Linked DNA regions of Mus musculus: regions 2, 3, 4, 5, 6 and 7 are each linked to region 1. A link is a contact called in public HiChIP or PLAC-seq and promoter capture Hi-C data. All regions are on one chromosome and are shown on one strand. The core of a region is the stretch at or near the end of the contact, and the rest is flanking DNA. Distances in the headings are between cores, read along the strand shown. Region 1 holds the start of Mars1 (methionine-tRNA synthetase 1). Region 2 holds the start of Sarnp (SAP domain containing ribonucleoprotein). Region 3 holds the start of Dnajc14 (DnaJ heat shock protein family (Hsp40) member C14). Region 4 holds the start of Rab5b (RAB5B, member RAS oncogene family). Region 5 holds the start of Erbb3 (erb-b2 receptor tyrosine kinase 3). Region 6 holds the start of Pa2g4 (proliferation-associated 2G4). Region 7 holds the start of Esyt1 (extended synaptotagmin-like protein 1).

Region 1 (3,168 bases), core at 207-2,706:
GGCAATCTCCACTTTGCCAACTGCAGAGCAGAAGGCAGCCCTGGTAACCAGGCACCCATTACGGCCAAATCCATTCACACCGACCTTCACCATCCTGTCTACAGGACGAGGCTGGCACTGTATGAGAAGAGCCTCATACTTTTTTTTTTTAAAGATAAGATATCCCTTTGCATGTGTTTATTTGGCTTTGTTGCGAAATCTCTCACTTCCCCCTCAATTTGACCTTTTGTAGCATAACTCTCATCTCCCTTTGCTGTGATTGTCTAGCTATATGTAAATGGAAGACTAGTGCATTTTCACTTTTATGTCAGGGCTTGCTTGGTTTATTTTTGTTTTTTTTTAATGTGTATCAAGGTCTTGCCTGCAAGTTGAGTGTACTATTTTTGGGCAGGTCTATGGAGGCCAGAAGAGGCACTAGTGTTACAGAAGGTTGTGATCTGCCTGTCATGTGTGTGCTTGGATGAGCATCAAGTGCTCCCGAACCAGAGTTATCTCTAAACCCCTTATTTTTAATTAAGAACAAAATAAAACAAAACAAAAACCACACACTTTTTTTTTTTGAGACTAGGTTTATAAAGACCAGGATAGCTTTGAACTCAAAGAGATCCAACTGCCTTCGCCTTCTGAGTCCTGGAATTAAGGGAGTGTCCCACCACACCCAACTCCTTTTTCTTTTATTTGTAAGGGGTTTCGAGTGCAGGGAGGTCTCTGCACCACATGCATGCAGTAATCATGAAGACCAGAAGAGGGCGCATGATTCCCCTAGGACTCAAGTTACAGACAACTGTCAACCATGCAAATGGGTCAAAGGAGAGTCCAGGAAAAGGACAGCCTGGCCTGTGTTCTCCGCTGAGCCATCTTTCCAGGCTTCCTCACTGATTTACTGACAGATCCCTAGTAGCTTAGGCTGGCTTGCAATAGAGGATAACGTCGAATTTATGATAATTTTATCACCACCTCTTCAACGCTGGGATTACAGGAGTGGACACACCACCACACAGTGTTGTGTACCGGGGGTGAACCCAGCGGTTTGCACATGCTAAGCAAACGCTTACTAACTAAACTACATTCCCAATTCCTAAGTAATAAAGGTTCGCGAGCCACATCCTTTGTGGCTGATGGACAGCCACATTAATTTCCACGTTGACACTAAAGTTTGCTCACAGTTCCCCAACTGATTTTTAATCTTGTAGCTAAATGCATCGCCACGCTCTCGGACTACCCGCACACAAACCAATTAAAAACTCCGATCCTTAACAACTTGAATCGGCGCGTGCGATACCACTTCAACGACCAGTAAGGAATCAGAAAATGCCACCCATCGCGTCGTCTCCATCGGATCGCTTTACAGCGGCCGACTTCAACAGTTCAAAGGACCCTCTCGGAGCCGGCCGACCCAGAGTGCCACGCTAGCCCGCACCGTCAACTTCCGGGTCTCGTTGGTAACCATTTCCTGTTTCGTAATGGTGCGTGATGGGATGAGTAGTCGGCTTTCCTGGAGCCTACCGCGAGCGTCCGGCCGACACAGAACTCCATTTCCCGACGTGCCTTGCAGCTTAACCCAGGAGCGGGAGGCCGGTTCCGATTGCATCAGCGTGGGCTCCGAGGCACGATGAGACTGTTCGTGAGCGAGGGTTCCCCGGGGAGCCTGCCCGTGCTGGCTGCGGCCGCGAGGGCCCGGGGTCGGGCGGAGCTGCTCATCAGCACCGTAGGCCCCGAAGGTACTGGAGTGGCTGCCGGTGGGCGGCGGGTGAGGGGTGTTCATCTCACAGTTGTTTGCCAGGCTCCAGTGCCCGTTCCCCAATCGACTCAACGTTAACTTTAGTCACGCCAACCTTTGTTTCCGTAACCCTTCTGAAGTTAGTTCCCTTAGTTACCCTCACTGTACTCTTCAAACCTCGTTTTAAGTCTCCCCTCTGGTTAGTTTTCCAGGACCCACCTATCATGGCAACTCCCTCTCAGCCCGGTCACTCTCGCGATCACCTCCAACCTCCCGTGTCGTTTTGGGGAAGCCCCTTTCTCCTTCCAGGACCTCAGTACAGACATGTGCACACTCAGTCCTTGAAGTTTATTGCGTATTCCCAGACAACTTTTTTGGGTGACTTTCTAAGAGTTGTCTGGTCAGATCCTCCCTGACAGCTTGACTGCAGCACTATTCTATACCTCTCTGTAGACTCTACCTCTTGTTTGCAGTTGGCAGTCTCAACTGAACACTAGCTGGCCCCTCTAGCATATTCCACCACCACCCCTCCCCGGTTAGTGTTCTTACCTTCGAAACTGTAGATTGAAAACCCAGGCCTCCAGCACACAATGTGACGTCAAATCATTTCTTTTAAGATTTACTTATTTATTTAATGTATATATGAGTACACCGTAGCTGTACTGATGGTTGTGAGCCATCATGTGGTTGCTGGGAATTTGAATTCAGGACTTCTGCTGGCTCCTGTCAACCCCGCTTGCTCTGGTCAACCCCGCTTGCTCAGGCTGCGCCCCGCCTTATATCTAAGTACACTGCAGCTATCTTCAGATTTACTGGAGGAGGGTGTCAGATCTCATTACGGGTGGTTGTGAGCCACCATGTGGTTGCTGGAAATTGAACTCAGGACCTTCGGAAGGGCAGTCAGTGCTCTTTAACAGCCGAGCCATCTCTCCAGCCTCCTCATTTATTTTCTTACCCCTGATTTTCACCCATTTTCCTCTGTCTCAGAGTGTGTGGTACCATTCCTTACCCGGCCTAAGGTCCCTGTCTTGCAGCTGGATAGTGGCAACTACCTCTTCTCTGCTAGTGCAATCTGCCGGTCAGTATTGGTTCTTGGTGTGGGGAGGTGCCCAAATCAGGGTGAATCACTAATCTTTCTGTGACCTTATTTGCAAATACTGTTCTACTGTGGGTTCATCCATGAACTAGACAGATGCTTCAACTTACTTTCTCTCCCTGGGCAGATATTTTTTTCTGTTATGTGGCTGGGAACAAGATGATCTCACCAACCAGTGGCTGGAATGGGAGGCAACAGAACTGCAGGTGAATCCGTGTATCAGGGAGGTGAGGGCAGCCTGTCCTTCCTCTGTATGAACATCCTGACCCATTTCCCCTGCATTTTAGCCAGTTCTGTCTGCTGCCCTACACTGTCTAGTGGTTCAAGGCAAGAAAGGGGAAGATATACTTGG
Region 2 (3,168 bases), core at 221-2,720, 1.5 Mb before region 1:
AGAGCAGTCAGGGCTCTCAACCGCTGAGCCATCTCTCCAGCCTCAACACAGTTTCTTAATTCTTCATAAAAGGAATTACTGTCCTTACAGAATAATAATTGAAGGGCAAGTCTACATACAAGAAAAGAACCTCGGGTTACCAAAATGTACAACTCAATAGATCCTGTGGTTCAAGAATGTTATCAAGAAGTGACACCAAGGCATCCTGAAAAGATGTCTCAGTTGTGAAGAGCATTTACTGCTCTTCAGGACCCAAATTATTCTACTCTCAGCACCCACATCAGGCTGCTCAAAACTGCCTGTAACTCCAGCTCCAGGGGATCCAACACCCTCTTCTAACCTCCAAGAGCATGCATCCATCATATACTCACACAGACACACGGAAATAACAAAAATAGACCCAAAAAGGGAGTTGGGGGTGACATCAAGAGAGCTGGGATCCTTCCCAAAGGTTAAAAGGACAAACAAAATCCTAAGGTTTTCAAACATACTTCATACACCTCTCATATTACAGCTATCTACCCTACACGTTCTCTCTCTAGAGGTAGGATAGTCAGGGGAGGGAGGGCAGGTCATTGAGAACCTCCTGAGAAAACTCGAAAAACTTTTAGGATTGATGTGTTTGCCATCTTACAACCTTTTGGAGAAGCCTCTACCCCAGGTTTCCACCGAGAAACCTATCTTAAGGCCTCTCCTCTCCTTGATTTTAAAAATTCGAGTGCGGGGTCTTAACCCCACCTTGTTAAAAGAGAACGGAAGCACTTTCTGGGTTATGTTTGGGACATATTCAGCAAAACATGCAAAAATGCCACTATATGTTAACTGAGGAATTCCAGCTTTGGGACAAGAGGAGTGACTACATCAATCCGTTGGGGGGCGGGGGGGACGGACAAACAAACCATAACTTTGGGTCAGCATGGGACACGGGGGAAGGACCACTGACGTAATGAAGATTAAATGAGAAAGGGGTATAAAAGATAGAAGGCGCTTCACAGCCGAGCAGGGAAGGGTGGCAGGTAATAAAAACAATGAGAAGAACAGGTAACAGCAGGTAAACACCAGGTAACGATAGCGATAAATTACTGAGGAGAAACGAAGTTCAAGGTAGGCCTAAGAAAGGAGGCACAAAACAACAACGGGAGCCAGGAAAGAAGTGTAAGCGGGCGCCTGACAGGAAAACACGTGGAATAAGGCCGCGCAGGGCCCCGCGTAGAATTTAGGCTCCAGGAAACCCCACCTCAGCCTTCCCCGCGTAACGGTACCTTCAGCTTGTGGAGCTCCACCGTCTCGGCCGCCATCTTGATGCGCCTCAGTCCACCGGACCCCCACCGCTGGCCCCCACCTCAGGCGCTTAGGCTCATCCAACCAATCGCTGTTTCTCTTGCTCCCACCTCACACCAACGGCTCTTCCCATTAGTCAGCGGCGGCGGCGCTCTCACGCCTCTTGGCCACTTTCCACGGCTCTCTAAAAAGGTGGATCCAGGGGAGGGCGGGGTTTGCATGGCCTAACGAGAGAAAAGGCGACCAATTGTACGTCTCCATTGCGTAACCAACCAATGATTGGGGACAGCGCGGATTCTGTTCCGCCAATAGGGAGAGCGCAGACAGGGCGAAAGTCGGCCACTTCCTGGAGACCACAGGTGTAAGAGCCAGCGCTGTGCCCCAAGCCGGACGGGCTCCTGAAGCTGGCAGGTATGGGCCCCGTGAAACTTTAAAAAGTTACAGAGAGAAATCGGTGGGAGTATTGGGAAGGGCGGCGAAACGACAACCTTAGATTCGAGAGATCCCGTGAAGAAAGTGACATGCGAAACTGGGACTCTGGGAGGAGCATGGGCGGACTCTGTAATTGATTTGGGGAATTGTGGGACAGGCAAGAGCGGGTTAAAACAAACAAAACAAAAAACAAAAGTAGGCATTAGAGCTTGCAGAAGTTTAAAAACTAAAACCGCTCCTAGAAGGGAAGGACTCCCATTTCTTGAGGGACTGAGCTCAGACCCCTTCCTAGACTAATTTAAAAATTGGGTAAGTTTTTGCAGCGCCCCACGTTCAGTGAAGGGATGAAATTGCTTGGCTGCTGACAATGCCAAGCGGGTGAGAGACAGGATGGACAAGCCCCAGGAAAAAAGGATGGGAACTAGAGGTAGCTTTACTCTCAGTGCCTTCTTTATTGGTCCCTTGATTAACTGAATAGCTTTCTTGTGGAACTCTGGGTATGTGTGACCTCTTTATAATTCACTAACTTCCTCAAGAAAGTAAATTAAAATACTCCCGATTCCTCCGATCCTTCAAATAGGTCTCACAGTCTAAACTTACTGCTTTATATTTAGTTGAAATGTAAAGATCTGAGTAAAAACCCCACTTGTGTGAGTATACACACTAACAACTGAAGGTACGGAAGTCAAAAGACAGCTTTCCGGAGTTGGTTATCACCTTCCACTGCATGGGTCCTGGGGATCCAACTCAGGTCTTTAGGCATGGTGACAAATACCTTTTCCACCTTAGTCATTTCGAAGACCCTCTTGCCTTTTTGTTTGTTTTGGAGAAAGGTCAAACAGTTCTCATGCCTCAACCTCCTAAATTCAGGGATTACAAGCATGAGCCACCACACCCAGCTGCTTCACCTCTTCTCAAGTTTTAACAAAGTGTTCAGTTTTTCCTTTTTTTGCATGGTAGGGAAATTCTTTCATTCCCAAGACTTCAGGGGATTTTGGCTTTTCAGGAGACAGCTGGGGAACAAGCTCAATCAGGGCTAATGAGGAGACTGAGTTGGACTCCTGCCTGATCCCTCACTGTGGTAGGATGAATGTGGGGGTGGCACACAGCGAAGTAAACCCCAACACTCGAGTGATGAACAGTCGGGGCATCTGGCTGGCCTACATCATCTTGGTAGGACTGCTGCATGTGGTTCTCCTCAGCATCCCTTTCTTCAGCATTCCTGTTGTCTGGACCCTGACCAACGTCATCCATAACTTGGTGAGCACTAAACCAAACCCTGTACCCAACCCAGGTCTATCCCAACCAAAACAAAACAAAGTCACCAGCTGTTCGGGGATTTATGTCTTCCTTTTGGGATCTTGACCCAAAGGACTACTTCCTACCCCTTATACTGTCCCTTTCCCTCTTCCCAGGCAATGTATATCTTCCTACATACAGTCAAAGGGACGCCCT
Region 3 (3,168 bases), core at 443-2,942, 1.5 Mb before region 1:
CAATTGTAGACATCCCAAAAAGAGGGCGAGAGCCAGGAGTAGGAAAGCACCCACTACCCTAAGAATACGGATGAGCAGCCCCACCACACAGAAGAAGCTCTGGCTTAGAAACTGGAACATCATGCGGGCCCAGCCCCCCAGTCTCCTGGCCCAGACCCCCACCCAGACTCGAAAAAGGTCCAGGTCACTGCCTTTCAGCTTCCTGCATGCGTAAATGAGATGGCCACAGGTTTCCACATACTCTCCCACCAATACCAGAAGTTCAATCAGCCACCAGAAGCCTGCTTGTCCAAGCTGACATAGTTCCTCTACTCCCCACAGTCCCAGGCCTCTGCGCTTATCTGTCTGACTTCTTTTTCGGGCCAGCCGATGACGACCTGGGGCCTTGGGTTCTCTGCGTCCACTATCCCGAACATCCTCCTTGATCAGAAAACGGTGCTTCTGCCTCCGGGACAAGGGTTTCTTTCCACTGGACACACGTGAAAAATCACTGGGAAATTTAAGAGGTTCCTCATCATCATATTCTTCTTCCAACTCTTCATCTTCCCCCAAGGCTGGAGAGGTGCAATGGTGGCAAAGGCTGCTAGAAGAGCCATCTCCTTCCTCGGAGTAAGTTCCTTCGGGGACTCCAGGGCTTCCCTGGCAGTTACAAGCAGATGGAATGGAAAGAAAAGAAGGACTCCCATCCTCCTGGTACCCAGTCTCATTCTCTCTTGAGAGTTCCTGGTCCACTCCTGACTCTTCTGAACCTGTCTCGCTCTCATCAGGGTAGCCTCCTCCTCTAGGTGGTCCTGGACCCCTTGGAGGACCATGGCTTGGATCTGACCAGTGGGCTGGATTTGGAGGCTGTGTGTACTTAGGGCCGGAGTGCTCTTTGAGGCATCGTGTACCATTAGGAGCAGTCTCTGCTGAGTCCCTGAGTCCTGAGAATGAAAGTATTTCGGGGTCCACAGAGGATCCTGATGTACTGAGGGAGGTACCACCACTGCGGTGGGCTCCACACAACCTTCTTTCTCCCGGGTGCTTCTGGGCCATGACCCCGGGCTTCCTGAGGATTTTAGGTCACTGCCATCATTGCCTGTAACAAAGATATCAAGTTGGGAATGGTCAAGGATAGAACCAAGAGTTAAACAATCTCAAAATGACATATTCAATGTACCCACTCCCCAGGCAGTGTTAGCTCAAATTCGCTATCCCTAACAATAAACGTGAGTTAGGCAGACCACAAACCTGCTTGCACCAACCCGGACCTCAGAAACCCCCTTACTCCCGAAATCTTAATTTTTTTTTCTTCTTCCTCCAAGAAGCTAACAATCTTCAATCTGAGAAATGGGGGGGAGGGGGGGTGCCGCAAAGGGTGTGGTCGGGGCGGCGGGGGGGTGGGGGGGTAACTCTTAGGAAAAAAAAAAAAGACTGCCTGAAAGAGGGAGGCCGCAATCTGTCAGAAAAGGGTGGGGACCGTGCAGGGCTAGAGGAAAAGCTGAGGGCGGAGCTTCGAGGTGCCCCTGCAAAAGATTACCCGAGAACCCACCGACGGGGTACCAGGGGCGAAGGCGACGTACCGAGCAGCAGCGGTAACTCCTCCCTCCTCAAGCAGCTGCGCCTGAGGCCAGGGGGAGCTGCCAGGGGGAGCTACAGGAGCAGCTCCCCCGGCTCCGCCTCCCGCTCACGCTCCGCTTCCGCCTTCCGTCCCCGCCACGGCCGCTTACTTCCACTTCCGGGGTCACCGGGGGGGGGGAAAAGGTCGCGAAGGGAAGAGAAAAGCGCTTAGCCGAGGCTCTCACTTGCGCGGCGGGCGCGGAGTCAATCGAGGAGGCGGTGCTAGAGCATCCGGCCCCACCCCTTAAAGGGCCCTCCGCCTCCACGCAGGTCCCGCCGTAAGCGAGCTGAAGCCTGCGAACTGTACTCCTCGTCGTCGCTGCTGAAACGGAGATGAAGGGCGGCTGCCGAAGCACACACCGTCTTTGGCGTGCAGACAGACACCCAGGGCACGCAGAGGAGCCAGCGACCCTGCTCGCCCAGACCCTTCCCTGTCGGCTGTCCAGCCAAGAGGTTGCGGAGAAGTGTGTGTCCCGGACTAGCTAGCCCCCTAAAGAGACGCGACACTTCTCCTGGACCCAACTGGCGAGCTTCCACGCCGCCGATCCGCCCCCTGTGAACGCGGCGTAAGGGCCGGGCCAGGGAATGCGGCTAGGGGTACCTGGTTCCACGGAGCTCAGAACCTAGTCCAGCGTAACAGAACCCCGCACTCATCTGCGTGCTGCTTTGCATCTCATTTACATAGTAAGCTTTGGGTCGAAGCCAGCACGCTCCCCAACCCCTACGCAGACCCTGATGGAACCTCTCGTCTGCACTCCTTTAAAGCCTTACAGTTCTGCCAGTGTCCCTGCCAGGCCCGTCTTGCTCCACAAGTTTTTTTTTCCACCCATGAACACCCCCACCCAGCACTAGTTAAAAACCCTTCTCCGGCTCCCGACCACCCGGTTCCCCAGAAGACAATACTCCAATTCTCTGGGAAGTGGAAGAAACCAAGTTGGACCAGCGGGTGCTTTGGGACCCTATTTGGGCTTTGAAAACGTTAAGTTGGTAATTAATCTCCTTAGCATTCAGAGACCTTCCGTCTTAGTCTTGATGGGCGTCACAAAACTCTTCATTGCTATGGTTAGGGGGCGTCCCTCCTCCTAGATTAGAGAAGTGGGTAGCCTGGGTTCCCCCACAGACAGAGGTAAAGATTGAGGGGGCCCGCCCCGTGATGTCATCCTCCCCCCCCCCCACCCCATACACACTCCCTGTCTCCTTCCCCCACACACACCCCCGCCCCCAAGCTAATTGCATTTAGCTCCCTGGGTTTGGGCTCCGACTTGCCTGAGTTTAGGGAGCAACAGAGCACAGTAGCCCAAGGGGGTGCCTGCGGCCAACAGCCACCCGTGTGCCTAGGACCTCTGGGCTGGAATGAAGCTGGAGGTCTAGGAAAGCAATTCCACCCCTTTGCTCTCCTCAGCCCTGCAGGGTGGTGAGTAGTTAACACCCTTCCTGGTCTCTCCTTGTTTTGCGTCCCAAACTCTTAAGCGATTGAGAAGAGCCCCGGGAGGTCTCCAGTCCTTCAGCCTCAGTACCCTAAAGACGGCAGAAGGAAAGTGCATCCGCACCACCCTACTCCCGCAATGC
Region 4 (3,168 bases), core at 374-2,873, 1.4 Mb before region 1:
AAATGGTGTGGGTGATATTCTGAATGTGAATAAGCAGTATGTGTCCACCTAATCTCTGTACATGCAGGCCCTCCTGCCATGCTCTTTAGTGGGGTGTTTGTAAGGATGGAGAAACTGAAGAGCTTCCTTCCAACTTTCCCCTACTCACACAGGCACACCAATACAGAACACTGTTTCAATTCCTTCTTTTAGCAGCAACTTGAGTGGGCTTCAGGGGCCTTTGTCTCAACCCTCCATTTCCCAGGAAGTGTTCACCATTTTGTGTAGAGTTTTGTTTGTTTGGTCTGGTTTTGAAATTGTGTGTGCATGTGAGCCACAAGTGCCCGCAGAGGCCAGAAGAGGGCATATCATCTCTCCTAGAGTTACAGGCAGCTGTGAGCAGTGGTACTGGGAACAGGCCTTGGGTCTTCTACCGGAAGTGTATGCTTCTCTAGCTTGCCTCTAGGCCCTAGGTTCAATCCTCAGTACCGAAAAAAAAAAAAAATCCTCAGCAAAGTTGTCTAAATGTTTTTTCACATTTACAAACAATTCAGAAAATATCAATGTGAAAATATTTAGGAGGCTAAAGTGTCTTCAGACTACCACTTTCTGTTGTCATGGCAATTCACCCCAAAACTACTGTTCTCTAGTGCGCCACTAAAAAGAATTTACAAGATAAAAGTTGTTTAATTTCCTGGTTTTGGGTCTTTACTTTTTTTTTTTTTTTTTTTTTTTTTTTTTTTTTTTGGTTTTTCGAGACAGGGTTTCTCTGTGTAGCCCTGGCTGTCTTGGAACTCACTTTGTAGACCAGACTGGCCAGACTCAGAAATCCGCCTTGCCTCTGCCTTCCCAGTGCTGGGATTAAAGGCGTGCACCACCATGCCCAGCAGGGTCTTTACTTTCTTAATTTGACACAGAAAGCAGGGCACGGGGAGAAGAGAAGGTTAATGCTGGTATCATTGTTTTTTGTTTTTGTTTTTTTGGGGGGGGGACATCGTTGTGTAGCTTGGAACTCATGGAGATCCTCCCGATTGCTAGGATTAAACATGTGGGCCACCAAGCCCAGTTTACTCCCCTCCCCATCCCCCTTATACTGAGGTCTTGTTAAACTGAGTATCCCGGGTTAGCCTCAAACTCAGAACTGCCTCCACCCCAATCCACTGTGCTGAGATTGGGAGTGCCACACCACACCCGACCAAAAGCCTTCTTCACTTCTTCACTAGCCTTGCCTGCCTGTCAAATTCGGAAATTTCCCAATACTGGTTAAAATTTCCTTTTGACCCGCCTTCTTCACTCACCTGATTAGATGTTTACGAGTCGAGAGGCGGGGGAGGGGTGTCACGGGTGTTGAGGTTCTATTGGCTGACGCACATGCCTGTCAGTGATGCACTGCCCCCTTTCCCAGGAGCTCTCTCTTTAATGGCTACTTATCCCGTCAATCTTCAAGGCTTCTCGTGTAGGTATTGGCTTGCGGCCTCGCCAATCCAGTCTCTCACTTGTGCTAGTTGGTGATAGTCCCTCAGAGCCCGCCTTTCTCCAGAAGATTGGCGGGCGGACGCTCACATAGCCCACCCACCACGGTAGGCGGGTGATCTTGCGATTGGCTGGAGCCGCCCCGGCGAGGAGGAGGAGGAGGAGGAGGCGAAGGGGGTAGGAGTTTGGTTGAGCTGCAGCTGTTTGTCTGTTCCACACAGGCTTGGGCCCGACGGGGGATACGGAGCCCCAGGTACCGAGCTGATGGAGCCCACAAGGGCAGAGGCGGAGGTCCCGAGAGGAGCGCCGCCTGGCCTGTGGCAGAGGCGGGGCGGGCCGACGTCAGGGCTCCAGAACCTCCTGGAGAGGGCCGAAGGGGCTGTCCCACAGGCCTAGTGGGCGCTGAGGAGGTGATCGGCAGGGCTGGGAGCCGAGCCTCTAGTTGGGAGGCGGCTGGGTTCTGGCTGTGGTGGCCGCTCGGGGGCCGGGCGCGGGGACCCGGAGCCGGTGAGGACCAGGGCCGGCCTCGGGACTCTGAGCACCGCGGTGAGGAGGGAGGAGCTGGGGTCGGAGACCAGGCAGTGAGGGAGGGGAAGCCAGCCCATTTGGCTGGAGGTGTGGAGGGGACAGTGCTACGCCCAGCCCCGAGGGTAGCCGAGGCTGGGTCTCCCGAGACATCCACTGTTGGGGCTCTTAGCCGAGAGAGGCATTCTTTTCAGGGAAAGTGACTGTTGAAAGGGGAACTAGGGGTACTGGTGTTGCCGAGAGGGATTTGGTCTCACTGAAGTCAATGAAGAATGTAGAAGACCAAAGTGGAAGGAAGTAGAAACGGTTTGCTATTAGTAATGGGAACTTCTGGAATGATGGTGAGGGGAGGCTCAGTATCTTGGAAGTTCCTTACTCTTCTGTTCCTTTAGTGCTTGGGTGTGGTGATTTGAAGTTTTGGGGTACTTCAGGAATAGGGAATGAAGACAAAGGTAAAATTATGTATTATTCCATGGCGCCTGGCAGCTCTACGTCCAGCCCCCCCCCCCCACACACACACACCACTTTAGTTTACCCTGACCTCATAGCTAGTCATGACTGCACTCCTGTTTCCTTTAGGTTTGCTATTGTATTCGTTGTTTTTCCTATTTCATCTACTGTGAGAGAACTAAGAAAATTTGGGAGTGCTTTGCTCAGTCTTTCCCACTTCATAATGTGATCTGTGGTGACTACGCTTATTTAACCTAGATTTGAGGAACTCTGTCATTTGCATGGAAAGGGGCAAAGCAATCCCCAGCCATTAAAAAAAAAAAAAAAAAAAAAAAAGGACCATGTTTATTGAAACTTCTGTGAGACTTGCACTTGAGCATTTCCTAGATAGTTAATGGGACAGACTATTCACGCCAGGAACTGTGAGGTGATATCCCTGAAGGGATTTGGGGAAGAATTGAGAGGTTAGCTACCAGAAGGTTGGCACCATCCTTTCTTCTTTGCCCACTTATTCAGGAACGTGTGTGTGTGTGTGTGTGTGTGTGAGATTAGTTATTTAGGTCAAACCTTGAGGTATTTAGAAAGATGGATTATAGAGAATGAAGAAGTCTTTAAATTATATTATATGTAATAACCTGCATACATATGTGAGCCACAATGTCAGAGGATAACTTGTGGCTGTTTGGTATTCAAACATGGCATGTGTGTGTGTGTGTGTATGTATGCATACATATATACACA
Region 5 (3,168 bases), core at 498-2,997, 1.3 Mb before region 1:
GGATAAACACATCCATACATTAGCAAGTTTTTTGTTTGTTTGTTTGTTTGTTTGTTTGTTTTCGAGACAGGGTTTCTCTGTGTAGCCCTGGCTGTCCTGGAACTCACTTTGTAGACCAGGCTGGCCTCAAACTCAGAAATCTGCCTGCCTCTGCCTCCTGAATGCTGGGATTAAAGGCGTGTGCCACCATGCTCGGCTCATTAGCAAGTTTAAAGAATCATTGCAAGAGGGTGAGGTATGGGGGAACCTGAAAAGATGACTCAGTGTTTAAGAGCACTTGTTCTTCCAAAGAACCAGGGTTAGACCCACATGGCAGCCCACAATAATTTGTAACTCCAGTTACGAGGAATTCAACGACTTCTTCTGGCCTCTACAGATACCTAAATGGGTTTGCAGAGAAAGCCTGTTGACTTGAGTTCCATCTCACAACCCCGGTAAAAGTGGAAAGCGATAATCGACTCCCCCAAAGTTGTCTTCCAGCTTCCATACGCATATCATAGCGCGAACGATCATACACACAGGAATGATAACAAATTTTTTTAAAAATTGTAGCAGGAGAGCCGGATATGGTGGCGCACATCTGTACTTGGGAGGTGGAAGCCAACAGTCTCAGCCATATAATATATTCGAGGCCAGCCTGAGCTATATGAACTATATGAGACCTTGTCTCAAAACCAAAAAATAAACAAAAGAGAAGAAAGGAGTGTAGCTGATAGCCTTAGCCTAGGGGGAGGGGACCATAAATTCTCAGGGCAAAATCTTGGAATGCCAATGTAAGGGATGCGAAATGTAAGGAGTTGGGCACCAGGGGGCGCCAGTCGGACCCGTCCGGGACGAAGCAACCCAGGGTCCCGGGGGTCATGTGCGGTGACTTCCCCGCGCCCCTCTTCGCTGTCGCCTCCGGGGTGAGCGTTGCTGTGCCCTTTGGGGTCCGCGGAGGAGAGGCGGGAACCGCGGCCGTCCGGACGGCGCGGTCGGTCCCTCAGAGACAGCTGTTCTCTCGGGAGGCCGTGGGGGGCAGCAGAGGGGACGGCGACAGGTGCGGGAGCCCCTCCCCGGGCAGAAGTGGGAAGGCGGACTCCGGGGTCTGTTCCCAGGCTGGAAACCGCCCCCGCCCCCCAGGCAAATCCCCCCGAGAGGCCGAGCCGGCGCCGGGTCTGCAGGAGGAAGCGGCCGGAGACAGTGCGATTTCACGCAGCCTCCGGGGCTCGGGTTCCCGAGCTGGGTACATGAGTTACGGGGCTTTGCGTCCCGGGGAAACTGAGGTGGCATGAACGCTAGGCTGAAAAACAACCTCCCACTCGAAAAAATAGAAATACTCACACTCCGAAAGAAAAAAAAAATCCCTCAAGTGATCCAACCGGCTAGGGGAGTTGAGTGATTTGGTTAATGGGCGAGGCCAGCTTTCTGGGGGCTGGGCTTCGGAGCGCTCTCCCTACGCGCATTCACTACCTTTCCCCCGCCTGGGGACGTTTGGAATCTTGATCTCCTCTTAACCATCTCCGGGGGAAATTGCTGGAGTGAGACCCCTCCTTGACCCTCTTGGCCAAGCTGTGGGCTGGCGGGGCACGCTTGGGCGGGTGTCTCGGGCTACAACCATCAGGACTCCAGCCTCGCACGGGAGGGGGCGCGGCCGTGACTCACCCCTTTCCCCCTTCACTCCCTCCCTCCCTCCCTTCCTCCCTCCCTCCCAGACAGACACCCTCCCCTGCCGTCCCGCTCCGGACTCCGACTACGGCTCCGGTTGCAGTTTGCAACCTCCGCTGCCGCCGCGGCCACCTAATCGCTGGCTGTTCAGGTGGCTGTCGCCTGGATGTCCTCCTAATCTTGGGGGCCCCGGGCCAGACTCGGCTGGGCTCCCTTCACCCTCCACTGTAATCATGAGTGCGATTGGGACTCTGCAGGTGCTGGGTTTCCTTCTCAGCCTGGCCCGGGGTTCCGAGATGGGCAACTCTCAGGCAGGTAAGCCGCGCGGGAGCCCCAGCAGGCTGGAAGCTGGGGGCGCAATCTGAGCGCTCGCAGACCCTGGGCAAGGAGTTTGGGTTCTGACGCTTTGAACTGGGGGGTGCGGTACAGGGTCTGCTCGGACCACCAAGGAGGGGACCGTGTGCCTCAGTTCTTGGAGTGGGCTGGTCAGGGACTGCATTCCTGTATGCCTACCCTTATTCCCAGGGCGTCGCCGACCCTCTAATTGGTTTTATTCTGATCTGGTTGGTGCCGAACAGTAGTTCACACTTGAGAGTCTTGGGAGGAGGGTGGGCAGGGACCCTTCTGTAAACGTAAGGAGCCTTGGCTTGAAAGGGTCTCCGTTTGCTCTCAGGTTCCCTGGCCCCCACCCCATTCCAGGTTTCAACAACCCCCAGTTTCGTTGTTTTGCCGACAGGGCGGGGCTATGCAAGGGTTTGAAGTTGTTGTTTTCTAATGTTGGAAAAACAAGAATGGCACCTCCTCTTCCGTGAGTGGGGCTGTCCTGAGAAGGCTGAGATTAACCTGAGGGCCAAGTCCAGGTGACATCAGTGAGAGGTCTCACAGAGGCTGACTGCCTGCTTTCCCATAAGATAAACCGGTCCCCAACTTAACCAACTTCTCTTTATCAAGACCCAGGTTAATTCAGTGAACATGTTGGGCATCTATTACATACTATACTATTTCCAGGTTATATACCCTAAGCTGGAGCTCTGGAAGAAAGGACAATCAGACCTCTTTCTCTCTCCAATCTAAGGCCACCTCTCCCACCTTCTGAACATTCTACTCTGTGAACTGGCTCCTAGACCCAACTTCTGCCCTTCCCCCATTCAATGCCATCTGAGCCTGTTCCGTGTCTCTGGGACTATGGACACTTGAAGAGCACTAGAATTGGTATCATTAGAGTCCTGTTGATCTTTCCCCTTTCCCAGATCCCCAGATCTCAGTTTGGGGTTGGCACATTCATTGCCCCTTCCCCAGAGTGGGAGTGGGAGAAACCACCTGTGCTTCCCCCACAGTTGCTGGGCCTAAATTTAGCCCCTGGGATCTTGAGATGTGAACACTCCCAGCTGGTGGAGGGGGTGGTCTGGAGACTGAAGTGGGAGGGGCCAGGGGAGTGACTGGATCACTGTCCCATCTGACTGTGCCCCCACCAACCAGGAACCCAAGAGTCCAAGATTCCCACCACCCTCCTCAAGAGGC
Region 6 (3,168 bases), core at 383-2,882, 1.3 Mb before region 1:
GTTTTTATACGTGTCTAAATAAAAATGTCAGAGTTTTTTTGTTTGTTTTTGTGGATTCCTGTCAAGTGGAAAGTACACATGACCATCCCTTTTCTTTGCTTCTTAACAATGGGTGGCTTTCTCTGCTTCTGACATTCTGTCACAAGTAATGTAACCAATCTTGATTTGTTCTAAGATTTTAATTATGGGTATGTGAGAGAGTGGGAGTTTGGGAATGGTGTTATGTGCACGTGAGTGCAATGCCCACAGAGGCCAACTACACAGTGCTAAGAGTTACAGGTGACTGTAATGTTCTGGGAACTCCCTTCCCTCTGCAAGGATACCAGGTTATACCAACCAGGTTATTTCTCCAGACCCTGTTTGCATTCTAGTCTTTTTCTTTTGTTTGTTTTTTCGAGACAGGGTTTCTCTGTGTAGCCCTGGCTGTCCTGGAACTCACTCTGTAGACCGGGCTGGCCTCGAACTCAGAAATCCGACTACTTCTGCCTCTCAAATGCTGGGATTAAAGGCGTGCACCACCAGTGCCCGGCTTTGCATTTCTAGTCCTTTCTACTAAAGGGTTTTTTACTGGGGATCCCTACAAAGGAACAAAAGTGTAAACAATTAGGAACAAAACCCTAACCCCCTGATTGTTGGGAGAAAATGAAAAAGCTCAAGCAAGCCTTGGGTTGTTTTTATTTTTTCCTACACAGGTTGGGTACTGAAAACTTGAAATGATGCAGAACTTTTTTTTTTTTGTTCGAGACAGGGTTTCTCCATATAGCCCTGGCTGTCCTGGAACTCACTCTGTAGACCAGGCTGGCCTCCAACTCAGAAATCTGCCTGCCTTTGCGTGCGCCACCTCATCCCGGCGATTCAGAACTCTTAAGAGTGACCAAATCCCTCATAAACGTTTCCCTTAGATGGCCCCCATCAAAAACCACGGCTGGAACAATAGTGCTATTTTATTCTAGTCTAGTAGGAAGTCTGGCCTTTTTCTATTAGCAGGCCATGGTACATGTATAATCACCCAGACTGTCCAGTTAGTGCTCGCTTCCAGCACCCTAGGACTTCCACCTCCGCTCAGCCCCTCCCAGAGGTTATCCCAGCACTGGAGGATTTGACCAGCCAGGCCGGTCGCGCCGGCCGACAGGGGAATCCAAGGCTACGCGCACGGGACAACCGCCCAAAACGTACACACACACCCACTGACCCTAGTCCTATGGCTCCAGGCTCCACCCTGTTCCACCCTGCCCAGCGGCCTCTCAACCCTTTTCTCCCTGTAGCTCCACCCCTCCCCGCTTGGCCCGCCCCTCGCTGTTACGAGCTCAGGGTCGGCGTGAATGAGAGGTTTTTCCCGGAGAGACCACGCTTTCCCTCAAGCTCCCCAACGGCTCCGCCTTCCCGCCGGGGCCAGACTCTTCCCAGCGTGCCCGGCGATTCCGGCGTGCGCAGACTTGGGAAGGCAAGTCCTCCCAGGGCCTGGCGGACGGGCGCGAGGAGCAGGCTGGGAATTGTAGTTCTAGAGCCCGCGAGGGCGGCTGGGAACTGGCCGACAGCAGGACTCATTGTCCCAGTGTGCCCTGCGCCTCAGCCCGCGCGCTCGCAGCTTCTCGCTCTCTCTGCCCGCCCTCCCGCTCCCTTGCTTGCTCGCGCTTTCCTCGCGGATCGAAGAGACTCTAGCTACAGCCTGTGGCTGGGAAGGGAGACGGAGGCCGCAGCTCAGGGAAAGTGAAGCTGCAGTAGTAGCAGTAGGAAGATGTCGGGCGAAGACGAGCAGCAGGAGCAAACTATCGCCGAGGACCTGGTCGTGACCAAGTATAAGATGGGGGGCGACATCGCCAACCGTGAGTGCGGCCTCGGGGGTCTTGGAGTCGAGGCTGAGAGGGAGAGGTTTGGGGCTCTCTCCGGAGGGCTGTGGCGTCTGGGTCTTGCCGAGTGAGCCACCGAGGGGCGCGTGCCGACTGCCGGGGGCGACGTGGTGGGGAGATCTGGTGTCGCCCTGGGGACTGAGCAGCCATGCCTGGGCTGGAGAGTGGAGGTGCGGGCCGGCGACCGCGAGGAGTACAGAGAGGGGCCCAGGCATGCTCCGACCCTGGGCGGTTGGTAAGGAGGCAAGGCGCGTCGTCTTCTGCCCATACCCTTCGGTCTGTCCGGATCTATGCTCCCGACTGGCAGCAGTGAGGCCACCTCGAAAAGGAAGCGGCCAGCTGTTGGCGACGGAAGCGCCCCTCTGCCAGTCGCGGCTCTTGACCCGCGGGAGCTGAGCCGGCACGTGTTGCCAGGTCCCTGTGTGCGGATCGATGGCTCCCCACTTCCTCTCCTACCGTGCTTCCCCACCACGTGCTTTGCTAAAGTCTTTACTTCAGGTCTTCTTAGTGGGGACCCCCTTCGCCCCTTGACCTAGCTCGAGGGGCCGTTGGAAGACACTTCTGGAGCTTCTAAAACAACCTGGCTTTCCTGTATGACCACTGCTCCGGTTTTTGAAGGCGGCCTTTAATATTTGTTCCTAGAGCCTCTACAGTGTTTTGAGGTTCTGCTTAGACAGCTGGGCAAGCCTGTCTATAATACTGAAAAGAAGTGGAGAGAGACACGGATTTTAGGATTATAAGCATTTCTTAAATGATCTTTACTCTCCTAACAGTTGTCTGCCACTTGGACAGATAACTTTACTGTTTTCTCTTTCCAGTTCTTTCCCTCCCTTACCCCCTTATTTTTGGGGCTTTCTGTGTAGCTTTGGCTGTCCTGGTACTCCCTTAGACCAGGCTGGCCTGAGAGATCCGCCCACCTCAGCGTTCCAGAGTGCTGGGATTAAAGGTGTGTGTAACCATGCCCGGCTCTTTAACATTTTAAAAATTAAAATTCACTTGATAAAAACTGTCTTAGACTTGGCAGTGGTGGCTCACGCCTTTAATCCCAGCACTTGGGGAGCAGAGGCAGGCGGATTTCTGAGTTTCAGAGAAACCCTGTCTTGAGGAAAAAAAAAAAACTGCCTTAGGCCTTTAGAATGGACTTGACAAAATACTTGGAAGAAGGTATTTAGGGTGTCTTTGGTTACATCTTAGTTCCTCTGGAATCCAGAGAATAAAACACATAAGAAATCATCAAACCTAGAATTCCCATGATCATAAAGACATACACAAAATGATAACCTTATTTGGGGTGATGTTTTAGTATTTGCTGTTGGTT
Region 7 (3,168 bases), core at 363-2,862, 1.2 Mb before region 1:
CCTTCCTCCTCCCCTCCTTTCTGTATCCCCCAACCCCTGCCTCCTTTTGTTTTGTTTTATTTTGTTTCTGCTATTTATCTCAGGCTGCCTTAGCCTCCAAAATGCTGGGATTACAGCTATGTACCATCCCGTCTGTCAGAATTCTTCATTTTAGTGTCCTAGATGTTCCCAAGGGTGCTGGCTAGTTTTATATCAACTTGACATAGTCTAGGGTCGTCTGAGAGGAAGGAACGTTGATTGAGACGAAGCCTCCATAAGATCTGTAGGCAAACCTCTATGTAGAACATTTCCTTAATTGATAGGGAAGGGCCCAGCCCATGGTTGGCGGGGGCCATCCCTGGGCTGCTGGTCCTAGGTTCTATAAGAAAGCCGGGGGCTGGTGAGATGGCTCAGTGGGTAAGAGCACCCGACTGCTCTTCCGAAGGTCCGGAGTTCAAATCCCAGCAACCACATGGTGGCTCACAACCATCCGTAACAAGATCTGACTCCCTCTTCTGGGGTGTCTGAAGACAGCTACAGTGTACTTACATATAATAAATAAATCTTAAAGAAAGAAAGAAAGAAAGAAAGAAAGAAAGAAAGCCGGTTTAGCAAGCCAGTGAGCAGCACCCCGTCCCCCGCCCCCCATGGCCTCTGCATCAGCTCTTGCCTCCAGGTTCCAGCCCGGTTTCAGTTCCTGCCTGGACTCCCTTCAATGATGGACTATGATATGGAAGTGTAAGTCAAACAGACCTTTTCCTCCCCGACCTGATTTTGGTCAGCATCAGGAAACTATTGCAAAATGTAATAATTACTGCTGCCGTTGAACACCGCCCCTCCCTGACTATAATCTTAATCGGCCCTCTATGATAGAGATGACTAACTCTGGATTCTAAAAAGAAACAAAATCTCACTTATCTACCGATCTCCTCCCCTCACCCCACTTCTTCAAGACTGGAGTATTAGAACTCTAATGTTCATCACGCCCCAGCTGTCGCTGACTTGTTCCTTTTCACGGACAAGATAGGGGGACTGAGGACAGCACAGACAGGGCCGCTAGACAGGGTCGGTCATCCTAGACTTTCGTTCTAAATCGGTCTAATTTCCCTAACGTTTCGCAAGGGCAGCCAGTAAAAACTCAAAGAATATTCTTAGAGGCAAAAACGAACGTTCTCTGAGTATCAAACGCTGGGAAAGTTGACAAAGAATATTTAAGATTCAGACCAAACCCTGCCAAACCATTTGAACGTGTGGAGAGATACACCCTCAACTCTAGCTCACTCTGAACTCAGTAATTAGAGTAGCGGCTCTGCATGACGTAACTCCACAGGCGCTCCAATCCCACGTGGGAGGAGCAGCTGCTCCCGCCTCTTAAGTGGGACGCTACGCCCCGTTCTCTCCGTGACCAGTCAAATACTGTCTTTTGGTTTCTTTCCCCCCCTTTTCCCGCCATCCAACCCTCCCATCTTGACCCTCTGGTCCAATCACGGAGGCCCTGCCATCCCAAGTCCTCTCTAGCTTCCCAAGTCTACGCGGCGCTGCCCCAACAGGCAGGGGCGGGGCGGGGCTTGAGGTCCCGGGGGGAGCACCATATATTACTGGGGGGGAGCTGGACCAGACACTGAGCTGCCTGCAGCTGCTCGGGCGGGCACTCCCAGAAGCTGCCCCATGGAGCACTCCCCTGAAGAGGGCGCCAGCCCCGAGCCGTCAGGGCAGCCCCCTGCCACGGACTCCACGCGGGACGGGGGCTCCGGGGTCCCACCTGCCGGCCCAGGTGCGGCGAGCGAGGCCCTGGCGGTGCTGACTTCCTTCGGGCGCCGCTTGTTGGTGCTGGTGCCGGTGTACCTGGCAGGGGCAGCGGGTCTTAGCGTAGGTTTCGTGCTTTTCGGCCTCGCCCTGTACTTGGGCTGGCGCCGGGTCCGCGATGGGAAAGAACGGAGCCTGAGGGCAGCGAGGCAGCTGCTGGATGACGAGGAGCGGATCACCGCAGAGACGCTTTATATGAGCCACCGGGAACTACCTGCCTGGGTGAGTTACCACTTCAGCCCTTGGTGCAGTATAGCTCTTCCTAGCCCCTCAACTTGGGGCTCTCCCACCCTACAAAGTCAGCTCCCCCACCTAGGACAGCGGGCCCCCAGACTTTGCATCGTCCCGTTAGCGCTTGTGTGCTGGGACGCACCACTCCTGGACGCGGCCACCCACTCTCCCCGCCCACCCTTGCCGCAGAGCGGATCCTTCCACGGAATCGGGACTTCTTCCTCCGTCTCCTCGGACTACAGCAGTACATCTGAGCTGCCGCTCCCAGCCAAGCGTGTAGAATGCTCGCTCCTCCTGACTTCTGGTGCCACTCGCGCCTTTGCCGCGCTGCCTCTGGGGATCCCTCCACCCCCCACCCCGCGATGGCTCAGAGGTTCCCCCGCCTTTGCTAGCGCTTTCAAGGCTTTTTATCTACTTCAGGGCATTAGGGTTTTCCGTTTCCTGCCTTGTCTCTAGGTACCCGCTGAGACCCAGCCCTGCAAGCATTGTTCCGCTGAGTCCCAGCACCTGGAAATGACCTATCGCGGTCGCCTTCCAGCCTCAAGCCAGCCGGGCTGCTGGGCTAAGGGAGGAGGAGGTTCTGGGAAGAGGGTAGTGCGGCAGCTGTAGTTCCCGCTGCTCCTTTTTACTCGTACCCAGGGCGGCCCCACCCTTTTCCGGACTGTGAGCAGCCTTCGCTCGCTCGTTTGCTCAGCCGACCCAGGCCCTCATTACTATACCCTGTCTCCTGGGCTGAAAAGATGCCTCCCTCTGACCTTGCTAAGCTGAGCGGGTTACCAACCCCTTTGGGGTACCCTCCCTACTCTTCTCACTTAGAGGTGACAGGTAGAGAGAGGCAGACACCAGTCACACTTGCCATTCCCTGGAGAGAAAAGAAGAAGAAACGGTTTCATGTGCCCTAAGTAGCAACTGTTATTGCTACTCTTTATCCTTGGAATTAACCCAACACCTCCCTACCTCCGTGTACAGCACAGGTGTCCTTTCCCACTCAGGAAGAAAGAGAAAGGAGCTAGGGAGGAAAGGAATGAGGGAGAGAGTGCGGAGGCTTGCGCAGGCACTAGCGCACCAGCGCACCAGGCCTAAGACTTCCTGCCAGTCTCTAGGTTATCAGGGTTTGGTTTCTTCTTCACCTTCTTATACTGGAGCCCACGC

What was found. Promoter capture Hi-C pulls out the DNA fragments that hold promoters and counts their contacts. HiChIP or PLAC-seq counts read pairs in DNA pulled down with a chosen protein or histone mark. Capture Hi-C pulls out chosen DNA fragments and counts their contacts.
Region 2: a promoter capture Hi-C map of erythroid cells shows a contact between it and region 1, with 6 times the contacts expected there. The contact joins the promoter of Sarnp here to the promoter of Mars1 in region 1. A contact is called at or near these places in 5 of 39 promoter capture datasets (erythroid cells, liver, neutrophils and 1 more) and 2 of 9 other capture datasets (adipose tissue and liver).
Region 3: a contact with region 1 is called in a promoter capture Hi-C map of liver, with 3 times the contacts expected there. The contact joins the promoter of Dnajc14 here to the promoter of Mars1 in region 1. A contact is called at or near these places in 1 of 39 promoter capture datasets (pre-B cells), 1 of 484 Hi-C or Micro-C datasets (B cells) and 2 of 9 other capture datasets (adipose tissue and liver).
Region 4: a contact with region 1 is called in a FOXA1 HiChIP or PLAC-seq map of pancreatic cancer cells. The contact joins the promoter of Rab5b here to the promoter of Mars1 in region 1. A contact is called at or near these places in 5 of 39 promoter capture datasets (the C10 cell line, embryonic stem cells, liver and 2 more), 2 of 115 datasets of contacts at active chromatin or transcription factors (large pre-B cells and pancreatic cancer cells) and 1 of 9 other capture datasets (liver).
Region 5: a contact with region 1 is called in a promoter capture Hi-C map of embryonic stem cells, with 2.0 times the contacts expected there. The contact joins the promoter of Erbb3 here to the promoter of Mars1 in region 1. A contact is called at or near these places in 5 of 39 promoter capture datasets (cranial neural crest, embryonic stem cells, liver and 1 more) and 1 of 9 other capture datasets (liver).
Region 6: a contact with region 1 is called in an H3K27ac HiChIP or PLAC-seq map of embryonic stem cells, with 6 times the contacts expected there. The contact joins the promoter of Pa2g4 here to the promoter of Mars1 in region 1. A contact is called at or near these places in 6 of 39 promoter capture datasets (embryonic stem cells, fetal liver, hippocampal neurons and 3 more), 3 of 484 Hi-C or Micro-C datasets (B cells, rod photoreceptor and uterus), 3 of 115 datasets of contacts at active chromatin or transcription factors (embryonic stem cells and pancreatic cancer cells) and 5 of 9 other capture datasets (adipose tissue, embryonic stem cells, liver and 2 more).
Region 7: a contact with region 1 is called in a promoter capture Hi-C map of liver, with 3 times the contacts expected there. The contact joins the promoter of Esyt1 here to the promoter of Mars1 in region 1. A contact is called at or near these places in 5 of 39 promoter capture datasets (cranial neural crest, hippocampal neurons, liver and 1 more), 1 of 484 Hi-C or Micro-C datasets (B cells), 5 of 115 datasets of contacts at active chromatin or transcription factors (astrocytes, embryonic stem cells, fetal liver and 2 more) and 3 of 9 other capture datasets (adipose tissue, liver and macrophages).

The regions. Positions count from the first base shown.
Region 1 is chr10:127,310,074-127,313,241 of GRCm38.p6, reverse strand. It overlaps Mars1 (methionine-tRNA synthetase 1), which reads left to right and starts at 1,456. Exons shown (of 21, transcript NM_001003913.2): 1 at 1,456-1,721; 2 at 2,708-2,798; 3 at 2,944-3,022; 4 at 3,104-3,168. The coding sequence starts at 1,613. It also overlaps the pseudogene Gm6283.
Region 2 is chr10:128,820,066-128,823,233 of GRCm38.p6, reverse strand. Sarnp (SAP domain containing ribonucleoprotein) reads right to left here and starts at 1,470. Exons shown (of 11, transcript NM_025364.3): 1 at 1,263-1,470. The coding sequence starts at 1,298. Ormdl2 (ORM1-like 2 (S. cerevisiae)) reads left to right here and starts at 1,605. Exons shown (of 4, transcript NM_024180.6): 1 at 1,605-1,692; 2 at 2,720-2,973; 3 at 3,129-3,168. The coding sequence starts at 2,800.
Region 3 is chr10:128,804,078-128,807,245 of GRCm38.p6, reverse strand. It overlaps Dnajc14 (DnaJ heat shock protein family (Hsp40) member C14), which reads right to left and starts at 1,692. Exons shown (of 7, transcript NM_001359825.1): 1 at 1,563-1,692; 2 at 1-1,078. The coding sequence starts at 1,035. Tmem198b (transmembrane protein 198b) reads left to right here and starts at 2,799. Exons shown (of 5, transcript NM_178066.3): 1 at 2,799-3,013.
Region 4 is chr10:128,694,723-128,697,890 of GRCm38.p6, reverse strand. It overlaps Rab5b (RAB5B, member RAS oncogene family), which reads left to right and starts at 1,623. Exons shown (of 6, transcript NM_177411.4): 1 at 1,623-1,705. It also overlaps a transcript of Pmel not described here.
Region 5 is chr10:128,588,214-128,591,381 of GRCm38.p6, reverse strand. It overlaps Erbb3 (erb-b2 receptor tyrosine kinase 3), which reads left to right and starts at 1,747. Exons shown (of 28, transcript NM_010153.2): 1 at 1,747-1,962. The coding sequence starts at 1,881.
Region 6 is chr10:128,564,398-128,567,565 of GRCm38.p6, reverse strand. It overlaps Pa2g4 (proliferation-associated 2G4), which reads left to right and starts at 1,632. Exons shown (of 12, transcript NM_011119.3): 1 at 1,632-1,826. The coding sequence starts at 1,739. It overlaps Erbb3 (erb-b2 receptor tyrosine kinase 3), which reads left to right. Exons shown (of 28, transcript NM_010153.2): 28 at 1-43.
Region 7 is chr10:128,524,303-128,527,470 of GRCm38.p6, reverse strand. It overlaps Esyt1 (extended synaptotagmin-like protein 1), which reads left to right and starts at 1,612. Exons shown (of 31, transcript NM_011843.2): 1 at 1,612-2,007. The coding sequence starts at 1,648.